2 separate regions of the Pan paniscus genome follow, and region 1 is linked to region 2. The links are chromatin contacts, called in public Hi-C maps. All regions are on one chromosome and are shown on one strand. Each heading gives the region's core, a stretch centred on a gene start, on an enhancer-like site or on the middle of the called end of the contact. The rest is flanking DNA. Distances are from core to core; before and after follow the strand shown.

Region 1 (4,724 bases), core at 1,684-4,183, 40 kb after region 2:
GAGGACCTTCCTCACCTCAATCCCATATTACCTTGGGATGGTAATAAGGTCTATGAAATAGGTCAAAGTCTGGGTAATGCATGGGTTTAATAGGTTTCTCTGCTGCAGGACTTCTCAGAGTCTTTAATGGAGCTAAGCAGCAGCGTTCTCTTTCCACAAATGACTGTCCTCTCTCGGAGAATCCTTTGCATTGGCTGCCAGGAAGCTGAGACAGATCTGTGGCAAGAGGGACTCTTGTCTGTGTTGTAGCAGCTGTCTCCCAGCTCTTTCTGGGTGTCTCTAACCTGACTAAAATCATTTTTGGAAGGAGGCAAGGAATTTTTTTTTTTTTTTAAAGACAGGGTCTCACTCTGTCGACCAGTCTAGAGTACAGTGGTGTGATCTCGGCTCACTGCAACCTCTGTCTCCCAGGTTCAAGTGATTCTCCTGCCTCAGCTTCCCAAGTAGGTTAACTTTTTGATACCAGACAGTAAGCTTGGATTAAGTATTTTCCATAATAATGCTCATTCATCCATCCCGGCAGCATCCACTTCAGGTTCTGGGCTAGGGTGAGGGATCAGCCATCCAGGACAGGATCTGGAATTTGCTCTGCGCCTTTTCAGACCCCCTCCCTCTCCTCCTCCAGTAAGAAGGTCAACAGGACCTGCTTACGGGCCCCCTATTACTGAAAGCAAACTGAACCTCCAGTTAGTGTCCTGCCCAAGGTTTCAAAGGTAAGTAAGTGGTAGAGCTAGGGCTCTTCTAACCACCTGCAGAGCTAGGCCCAGGCTGCCAGATGCCTCCTTGAGGGCATAGGTGTGGCAGAGGCGTGGCTGGTGCTGGAGGGTCGACTGAGGCCTGTCCCACCGCTGCTGTACACCGATGAATGTGGGCTCAAAGGCTCTGGGGAAGGTAAGACCACCAGGGAGCTAGTGTGGCCTGGGGGTTCCCGGGGGTGGGCGGTCTCTCCCCAAGGCTGGTCTGGGCCAAGCCCTTGCTGCTGGGGTGTGTCAGATGCTGCCCTGTGTCCTGCCCTCCAGCGTCCCAGGAGGAGGGGGACAGCCAGCAGGCCTGCTCCTGTTATGAGCTTCCCCACCTTAGAAAAAGCTCAAGCTGATTCCCACAGCCTTGAAGCCCCATGGTGGCTTCTGGGGGCTGCTGTGGCAGGCTCACCTGTGCCTCTTCCTGCTCTCTCACCAGGGGAGGCCATGCCATCAGCCTTGCTCTCCACGTAGGTGTGGTCACGCCACCAGAGCTCTGGCCTTTGACTGGTGTGTCCAGCCCTGCCCTGCCCCGACTTGCCTGTCTCTGCTGGATGCCTGAGGGCAAAGCCAGTAACAGACCCCACTCAAGCTGGTTATGAGGACCTGGCAGGGTGGGGTGTGGCCCAGTACCTCGGAAGACTCTAGAAGGACCATCCTGGCCCTATAAACGTTTGTGTCAAGACAGGTCCCCTGTCCCTCAGCACACAGAAGGGGCAGTAGGTAGCAAGACAGTTTCCAGGTGACAGCATGAGGGCAAGTGAGGCCTAGAGAGGAAGGGTCTGTTGCCTCCAGCCCGTCACATTCCCTCCAGGCGGGCTGAACAGCCAGGTGGGACAAAGAGGGATCCTCAGGTAGGCGGGAGTCAGGGAGAGCTGCGTGACCCCACGAGGCTGGTGTTTCATCTTCACTTCTCAGATGACGGGACTGTGGCTCAGAGACCTTTGCAGGGGGACTGATCAGGGCCATTTGAAGGGAGCCTGGAACTGCATTTCCATGTGGACCCTGGGTGGATCTGGAACCAGGCTGGCTTTCCTAGCTCCCCCGCCCTTTGGCTCCCTTATGTTCTTAGCCTTCTTTTCACAACAAACTCAGAAGCAGCCAAGTAGTTGGTTGTGTTGTCTACAGTTGCACTGAAGCACGTTTTATTTCGGCTAAGTGACGTTCCTTTGTTGTCCCTGTCTTGTAATTAGTTAGGGTAGTATGTTGGTTATATTACGTGGAATTTATTGCAGGATGGTAAGGGAGCATGTGACAAAATGGGGCAATAATTCTGTAAGGCTGAGAGAAGCTGGGGGTGTACCCAGTGGCTAGGCCACTCAGAGGGGACTGTCATGCTGTCAGTAGTGTAGTGGGAGCCAAGCAGGCTTTACTCACCGGCCTGTTAACAGCTGTGCGAGTCATGCCTTTCGCTTGTGTTAGCTCACCTTGTGAAAAAAATGAGCTGACTTACAGATGACAACTAAGGCATGGAGAGCCGAACCCTTTGTCCAGGGTTGTATAGGAAGTGGCAGGGTCAGGGCTGAATCTTAAAACCTAGAGGGTAGGGCCCGGCGTGGTGGCTCATGCCTAAAATCCCAGCACTTTGGGAGGCCAAGGCAGGCGGATCACCTGATGTCAGAAGTTCGAGACCAACCTGGCCAACCAACATGGTGAAACCCCAGCTCTACTAAAAATACAAAAATTAGCTGGGTGTGGTGGCAGGTGCCTGTAATCCCAGCTACTGCAGAGGCTGAGGCAGGAGAATCGCTTGAACTCAGGAGGTGGAGGTTGCAGTGAGCCGAGATTGCGCCACTGCACTCCAGCATGGGCAACAGAGTGAGAATCTGTCTCAAAAAACAAAAACAAAAACAAAAAACCCTAGAGGGTAAAAGAACTATAACATCTGGGATAAAGTTAGCTGTTGAAATAAATACAAGTCCTACCGTTGGGGTAGTGTCAGAGCTGGCCTGCATCTTTGACTTTGAGATTCCTAGCAGCCAGAGCAAAGAGAGAAATAGATTATTCCCACTGGAGCCACAGTGGCCATAACAAACAGAAGCCATCTGTTTAGATGCTGGGAATGGAGAAGACTTGCTCCCCAGAAATAGACGCTGCAGGATGTGGTGGGTGACATTCTACTGTTCAAACCACAAATACCTGAAATGATCTGGCCACTTTGATCACCCAACCACAGTATAGCCTAAGCTGGGTCCAGGGAGCAGCTGTTGCTGGCCTGGCTTGACTTTTGAGGGAGGTGAATAGCGGGCATGTGAGAGGAGGGAACCTAAAGCCCCCACAGCTGCTGACACAGCCCCCAGGTTTGAGCTTGTCTCCCCTATCACCCATCCCCCCGTATAGCTTAATCAGATGGGCATCTGGTGGTCCTTCCCTGCAGTGGCCAGAGCCTGAGCTGTCCAGGCTGAGGTTTCGACTGCTGCAGGGGTTGTCCTGCGCCCATGTGCCCACACGCTGCAACCTGGCTGGAGCCTCTGGCATAGGACACCCATACCACCAGGTAGCTCAGTGGTGGACCCCGGCTCTGATACTTGGCAGGCTTGGGTTGAGATTGTGGCTCTAGGCCTGGGCGGCTCTCACGGGCTGCTGTGGGGAGTCGGGGAAGAACCCCTGGGTTGTGCTCAGCCAGCAGGCAGGTGGCAGCCAGGCTGGCTGTGGGTGAGGAGGGGAATCCTCTTTTCACCACTGCCTGCCTGCTCAGCAGTTCCTCAGCTGCTGCGGGTGAAGCTGGCTTGCAGGGGCCAGAGTCAGAGTGAAACCGGCAGCTCTGCTGGTTAATCTCAGCACTGACACTGGGGACTAGGCCTGGAGCGGAACTGAAAGGGAGACTAGGCCCGTTCCCCTCCAGGCCTGGCCTATATCCTCCCAGTGATCCTTAAGGCCTGCAGCTAGGGGGAAGGGTGGGGGCCAGGCAGGGCCAACTGGAAAAGTAGCAGAAGGAAGTGGCCACTCGCACCTTACCCATCTTGCAGACAGGAAATGAAGGCTCTGCAGGGCTGGCTGGCTGTAAAAATGGGCAAGAGCGCAGAGGCCCCACTCCCTGCACACTGCGCTGTGTCCAGTGCCCGTGTGGATGCCATGCGAGGCCTCACTCTGCCTGCCTCATCCTGGCTGCTGGACCTCTGGGAGTAGGAGGTGAAAATGCCCTGGCTGGTGCTGGTCACTTCAGGCTGGAATTTTCTAGTCATGCAGCTTTCTAGTGGGAGGCCGCAGTAAGCTGTGGCCAGTGTTGGTCATTCCTGCAGTCATTACTCTCCCCCAGCCTGTTGTGTCCGCCAACCAGAGCAGGCCCGGGAGCTCCCAGGAGACCTGCTGGAAGGGCCCAGGTGGCCATCCTGCTCCTGCCAGGCTGCCCTCTTACCTCACTGTTCATTGACTCTCCTGCAGGTGGGGAAGGGGGATAAAGGATGTGGCCAGGCCACTGGGTCATGATCCTTCCGACAGAGGTACCTGGCAGCTCTGTGTGTAAAGCAAGGTTAAGCATCTGGTTTTGGGGGTCAATTCAATAGCACTAGCAGCTCCAGTCCAAGGTATGCCCTTTTGGGCTGAGGTGGAGGTCAGAACACCTGAAGCCACAGTTGCTAGAACATCCTTTGGGCCTGCCTCTGCTTTCCATCCCCCTGCTCCCAGTTTGTTAGGGGTTGTAGTATTTTCCAGGAACACCTGAATGGAGGGGGCCCAGTGGGGCCACTTCTGTCCATTCCTTATCTCATCTCTTTCTCCCCTTTTCTTCTTTCGGCCATCTTTTCAGTCTTATCACAAGAGGAAGGGGAGGGGCAAACCCCCTCCTGAGCAGATTCCCAACCGGAAGCAGCTGGCTCCTTGGCTGCAGAGTGCCCCAGCACAGGAAGCATCTGCAGGGTCAGTTGAGACCTGGGAGCAGGTTTCCTGCTGGCAAAGGAACAGTGGCTAACTCCTATCCACCCTGCAGCCCTATGTGCCGGGTGTCCTGGGAAGGTCCAGGGCCAAGATTTTGTGGTTTTACAG
Region 2 (4,910 bases), core at 401-2,900:
AGCGAGGAAGGAAACCAGTTTGGGCCTCCGAGAAATCTGGCAGGCGAGAAGGTTTGAACCGTGATTAAAAAGGGGAAGAACCACAACTCCCAATTTAAGTCAGCAGAGCTGCTGTCTGGGCAGTGAGAGGGAAAGTGCTTGTGGCTGGCAGATTTCAGCAGCCATTTGGCATTGGCTGGGTACCGGGCTGCTCTGTGGGTGCTGCCTGGCAGCTGCATGGCTACAGACAAGTAACTGTTCTCTCTTGGCCGCAGTGTCCCCAGGTATAAGAAAGTGATCAAATAATATGGGATGATCCATTCAGACTTTTTTTTTTTTTTTTGGAGACAGAGCCTACCTCTGTCTCCCAGGCTCGAGTGCAGTGATGCAATCTTGGCTCACTGCAGTCTCCACCTCCCAGGTTCAAGCGATTCTCCTGCCTCTGCCTCCCCAGTAGCTGGGACTACAGGCGCGTGCAACCATGCCTGGCTAATTTTTGTATTTTTAGTAGAGACAGGGTTTCACCCTGTTGACCAGGCTGGTCTCAAACTCCTGACCTCAGGTGATCCGCTGGCCTCAGCCTCCCAAAGTGCTGAGATTGCAGGTGTGAGCCACTACACCCGGCCTCGTTTAGACTTCATTGACATTCCCCCACCCCACCCCTCTTCCCACATCCTCAGATGCCGTGTGAACAGCTTGAATCCCACACTCCCCAGGTCCTTCTCCTCACAACCTCCATGGCACCCTACTGCCCTCAAAATAATTCCCAAAGTCCCCACCAAGACCTTCAAGACACCATGTGATGGGCCCACCTTTGAAACATCATCTCTTACCAGTATAGGTGTCACCACTGCCTTTATGACTTTATTCCAAAGCACCACATGTATTCCCACCTCAGCACCTTTGCACATGCTGTTCCTTTGGCCTGGAATGCTCTTCCCTCAGACGTTATAGCACCTGGATCCTTCTTGTCATGGAGGGTTCTAAGCTCACATGTTAGTTCCGCAGAGGTGTCCTTCCTGAGCCCTGGATCTAAGACATCCCCTTCCAGCTCTCCATCCCGTAATTGTTTTGTCATTGTCATAGCTGATCCCACTTGCTTATTCGTGCCTTATGTCCCCCCACTAGAATATCAGCTCCACGCAGGCAGGGATATCTGTGTTGTTCACTGCTGTGTTCCCAGCGCCTAGAACAGTGCCTGGAAATGTGCGGAAAGCAGATTTTTGTGGCCTTTTTCTTCAAGGTCATTGGACACCAGGAATCCTGTAGCAGACCGCTCCCTTCCCCCATCTACTCGGAGTCTGGAAATCCCCACCTTCTGGGGAACCCCTTCCTGTAGCTCTAAGGTCAGGACTGGGGCCGATTTGTTTAACACAGAGCGCTTCCTGGAGCCAAGCCTCGAGCTAACTGCTTTAATGCATTAACTCACTTAATTCTCACTGCCAGGAGAGTGGGTACACATTATTTCCATTTCATAGGCAAGGAAGTGGAGAGGTACGGAGAAGTCAAGTCATTTGCCCGGGTAGGAAGAGGGGGAGGCAGTGGAATGGAGACACTTGCTGCCTGGGAAGGCTCGAGGTGGCCCCTCCAAGCTGGGGGCGTGGGCGACTTGTTTCCTGTTGGGGGAGGGGGAGAAGAGTACATTCCTCCCTCCCCGCCCTCCCACATGTTGGGGGAGAGGCTGGCTGAGAGCATGTCCCACTCCGGACTAGGGGGAACCCCACTGTCCGTCTCAGCTCCCCATGAGGCCGTGGAGAAAATGTAAGTAGCCCGGGGGCGGGCAGGGGGGTGGGCGCAGAGGCCACGGGAGCCAGCGGTCGGAGAGGGCTTCCTGGAGAAAGATGCACCCCTCCTAGAATTGGGGGACAGGACGGGCGGCCGGAGCGAGGCTGGGCTATACGGGCACCGGCTGTAGCAAAGGCAAAGCTGAGGGCTGGGGCCAGAACCCAAATCGGGGGCCTGGGGCCGTGGCGGGTCGGGTCAGCATGATCGCAGATAGTCAGGGTCGGGCAGGGCTGGGCTCCCTCCCTGGGGCGATGATGAAAGCCGTGGTCGCTATTGCACGGCCCAGCCCTGCGGGCACTGATAAGGCCCTGCAGGAGGGAGTCAGCAAGGGCGCGCCCCCTGGAGGCCAGGCCCCTCGACCCTGCCCGCCCTAGGCCCCGCCCCTTCATCTGGCCCCGCCTCCAGGCGCTGAGGCACCTGGTGACCTGCCGGCGTTGAGTGGGTGGGGCTAAAGTCGCCCCGCCCCTCCGATCCTCACTTCTATCTTCAGACTGTGGGACGCGAAATCGGGTGGGCACGTGGTGGGCGTGGCTTCGCAAGGCCTCGCCTTTTTCCGGACCCGCGCCAGGAGAGCCCTCCGACCCTGGCAGCCGCGGAGTAGCGGGATTGGTAGGCGGGGCCAGTCCGGGCTCCGCCCTCATGGCCCGCCCCTCCAGCCGAATCTCCGACTCGCGCGCGGCCTGAGGCGTGGCTCCTGGTGGCCCCGCCCCTGCCCCGCCCCTGTCGCGGCCGCCCTCCCCCGCCGGGCTCCGCTCGCACGGCCGGTTCCTCTTTACATAACGGCGCGGGGCGGCATGGGCCCGGGCCACCGCCTCCGCCCGGCTGCCCGCCCGGACTGTCGCGGCCCGCGGTGGCGACGGCGGCCGCTGCAAAGTTTCCCCGGCGGCGGCGGCCCGGGGGCGCATCCTCCCGCAACTGTCAAGCGCTGGCGGCGGAAATGATGAGGCGCTGGCCATTTTCCGAGCCCGGGTTTCCTGCCTGAGCCCCGCTCGAGCGAGCCGCGAGCGAGGAGCCGGCGGGCGGGAGAGGACGCGCCCAGGGCGGGGGCCCGCCCGCCCCCTCGGGATTTCGGGGGCCCGGGGGCGCGCGACGCCATGGGCCGGCCGGGCCCAGAGCTCCTGTCTCTCAGGTGAGCCCGCGTTTGCCCGCGCTCCCCTCCTCCGGGGCCGGGAGGGCTTTTGTGGGGAAAGGGGAGGCCCCGTGTCCAGTTCTGCCCGGGCTCTGCGCGTCACCCCCAGCCCAAAATACTGCCCTGCAGCCAACTCAGATGGAGGCGTTCCGGGGTGACGGCTCCCAGCGCCTACGACCCCCCACTCAGCCACTACCCCCACCCACACACGTGTTAGGGAGAGCGTTGGGGTAACTGAGGCCGTGGGATGGGGGAGAGGGCATCGCTGACGCCCCCAGCCCACCCTACGGTAGCCTCGCCGGTTGGGGGCGGCCCTCCCCTCAACTTGTGCCTGGGGAGGAGCGGTCAGGGGTCACCCATTGCTACCCTGAAAGTGAAAGTAGTCAAACTGAGGCTGTGAGCACAGATGAGCCCTTGGGTGTGGGGGCAGCGGGGGAGGATGCGCCGGCCCCTCCCCATTCCCCATTCCGGGCCATGTGGCTAAGAGGGTAGCGCCCTGATTCAGGAAGCCCCTCTCCCCAGTTCCTGCACTGCCGAGGTCGACCGGGCCAGGCCCCCGCATGCTGCTGAATTGGGCGGTTCACCAGGGCTAGGCGTCCCAGAGACAGGTTTCTGGTATTGATCCTCTCACACCTCTTGCCTGGGGTTCCCTGGGAATCCCCCGACCAAAAAACGTCTGGAGTGGGTGTTGGTCTTCTAGATCCGCACGGTAGGGATGGTATTTCAGAGGTCTCTGATGCCTGGTGCAGAAATCCCCTTCCCTCCCTTCCCTTCCTCCGGCCAGGGGAGCTTTGTTTTGAGGGAGGGGGACTGCATTTGAGGAACTGGAGAGGAGGGTCTGCCTGCCTGTCCCGCTTCTTTTTTTCTTTAGTTTCCTCATTCTCCTGTTTCTCTTCCCCATTCCCAGCCACAATGATGTAGGTGAGGAGGTCACTGCCTGCAGCTGGGGGCCTCCAGGGAGGGGCACGGCCAGGCTGGGCTGAGTGGGAGGAAGTGAAATCTGGTGGGGGGTTCAGAGCAGAGGCCCCGGCAAGGCAATGTCGGCAAGGCCAGCTTTGGTGGCAGGAGGGACCGAGATCTGACCCGCAGCCCCTCGCCGGGGAGATGACAGTTCCCTAACACCGGCTAGCAGCCAGGCCTCAGGGCCCCTGCCAGGGCAGTGGGCCTGTGGGTCTCCAGGGATGCAGGCGCAGGTTGTGTCTGGGTTTCCCATCACTGACCTGGCTGCCTGAGTGGAAACAGCTCTGGAGGCTCCTCGGGACCTGCCCTTGTGGAGGGAGAGCCGTCAGAGGCCACCTGGGCAGGCTGGGCTCGGAGGATGAGAGCCAGGGCCTACTGGGGGAAGTTGGAAGGGTTTTTAGTGCACTTTTCCTGAGCCTTTTCCCACTACCCCCTCTGGGAGGGAAAATCCTTCTGAGCCAAAGGGTGAGCATTCCTAGAACTTTTGTGAGTCCCTGTGGGCCACAGAGCGGCCAGCTGGGAAGGGGCTGGCTCAGAGCATCAGCAGCTGGGGGCTCAGGCTCTGCAGGGGCTCAGCAGGAAGTGGAGGAGGATAGTGAGGAGGGTCCTGGGGACTGTGCTTTGCTGCTCCTACTGCCTTCGTTCAGCTGAAGGCGTGGGCAAGTGACTCTGCCTTCAGTTTCCCTCTGTGTAAAATGGGGGAATAACAGGTTTGCAGTGGAGATTTAATGAGCCAGTGTGTAATGAGCACCTGCTGCCTGGCAAAGAGAGGTTCAGTTGCAGGTGGTGGTGGTGGTAGTGGTGATTTTATCATTGCCTTCATTAGTGTTACTGTTATTGGCTATGAGGTGTTCCTTCAGTAGTCTCCCTTGAGCATCTCTTGCATACATAGCACTGGAATTTCCTGGGTCTTTGGGAGCAGAATTTTGAAGATCTGGGCACTTCCTTAGCTATAAGGCCTTGCTTAACTGCCCCACCTCAGTTTCCTCATCTGTGAAATGGGTGTGCTAATAGTACCTACTTCCTAGAGTCATGGGAACCATGAATGAGTGAATTC

What was found. A called contact is a pair of places that touch in the nucleus more often than the background predicts.
Region 1: a Hi-C map of induced pluripotent stem cells shows a contact between it and region 2, with 2.8 times the contacts expected there. The contact joins the enhancer-like site here to the promoter of SH2B3 in region 2.

What each region holds. Positions count from the first base shown.
Region 1 is chr10:119,508,003-119,512,726 of NHGRI_mPanPan1-v2.0_pri, forward strand. The region is part of intron 2 of SH2B3 (SH2B adaptor protein 3); the gene reads left to right. Among named protein-coding and RNA genes, the nearest start is that of SH2B3, 39 kb to the left of the region's middle. Within about 2 kb of position 2,934, at least 1 of the 2 cell types and tissues checked has open chromatin away from gene starts, as enhancers often do.
Region 2 is chr10:119,469,675-119,474,584 of NHGRI_mPanPan1-v2.0_pri, forward strand. It overlaps SH2B3 (SH2B adaptor protein 3), which reads left to right and starts at 1,651. Exons shown (of 8, transcript XM_034934513.2): 1 at 1,651-1,740. It overlaps LOC134728462, which reads left to right. Exons shown (of 2, transcript XM_063593243.1): 2 at 1-625. The coding sequence ends at 57.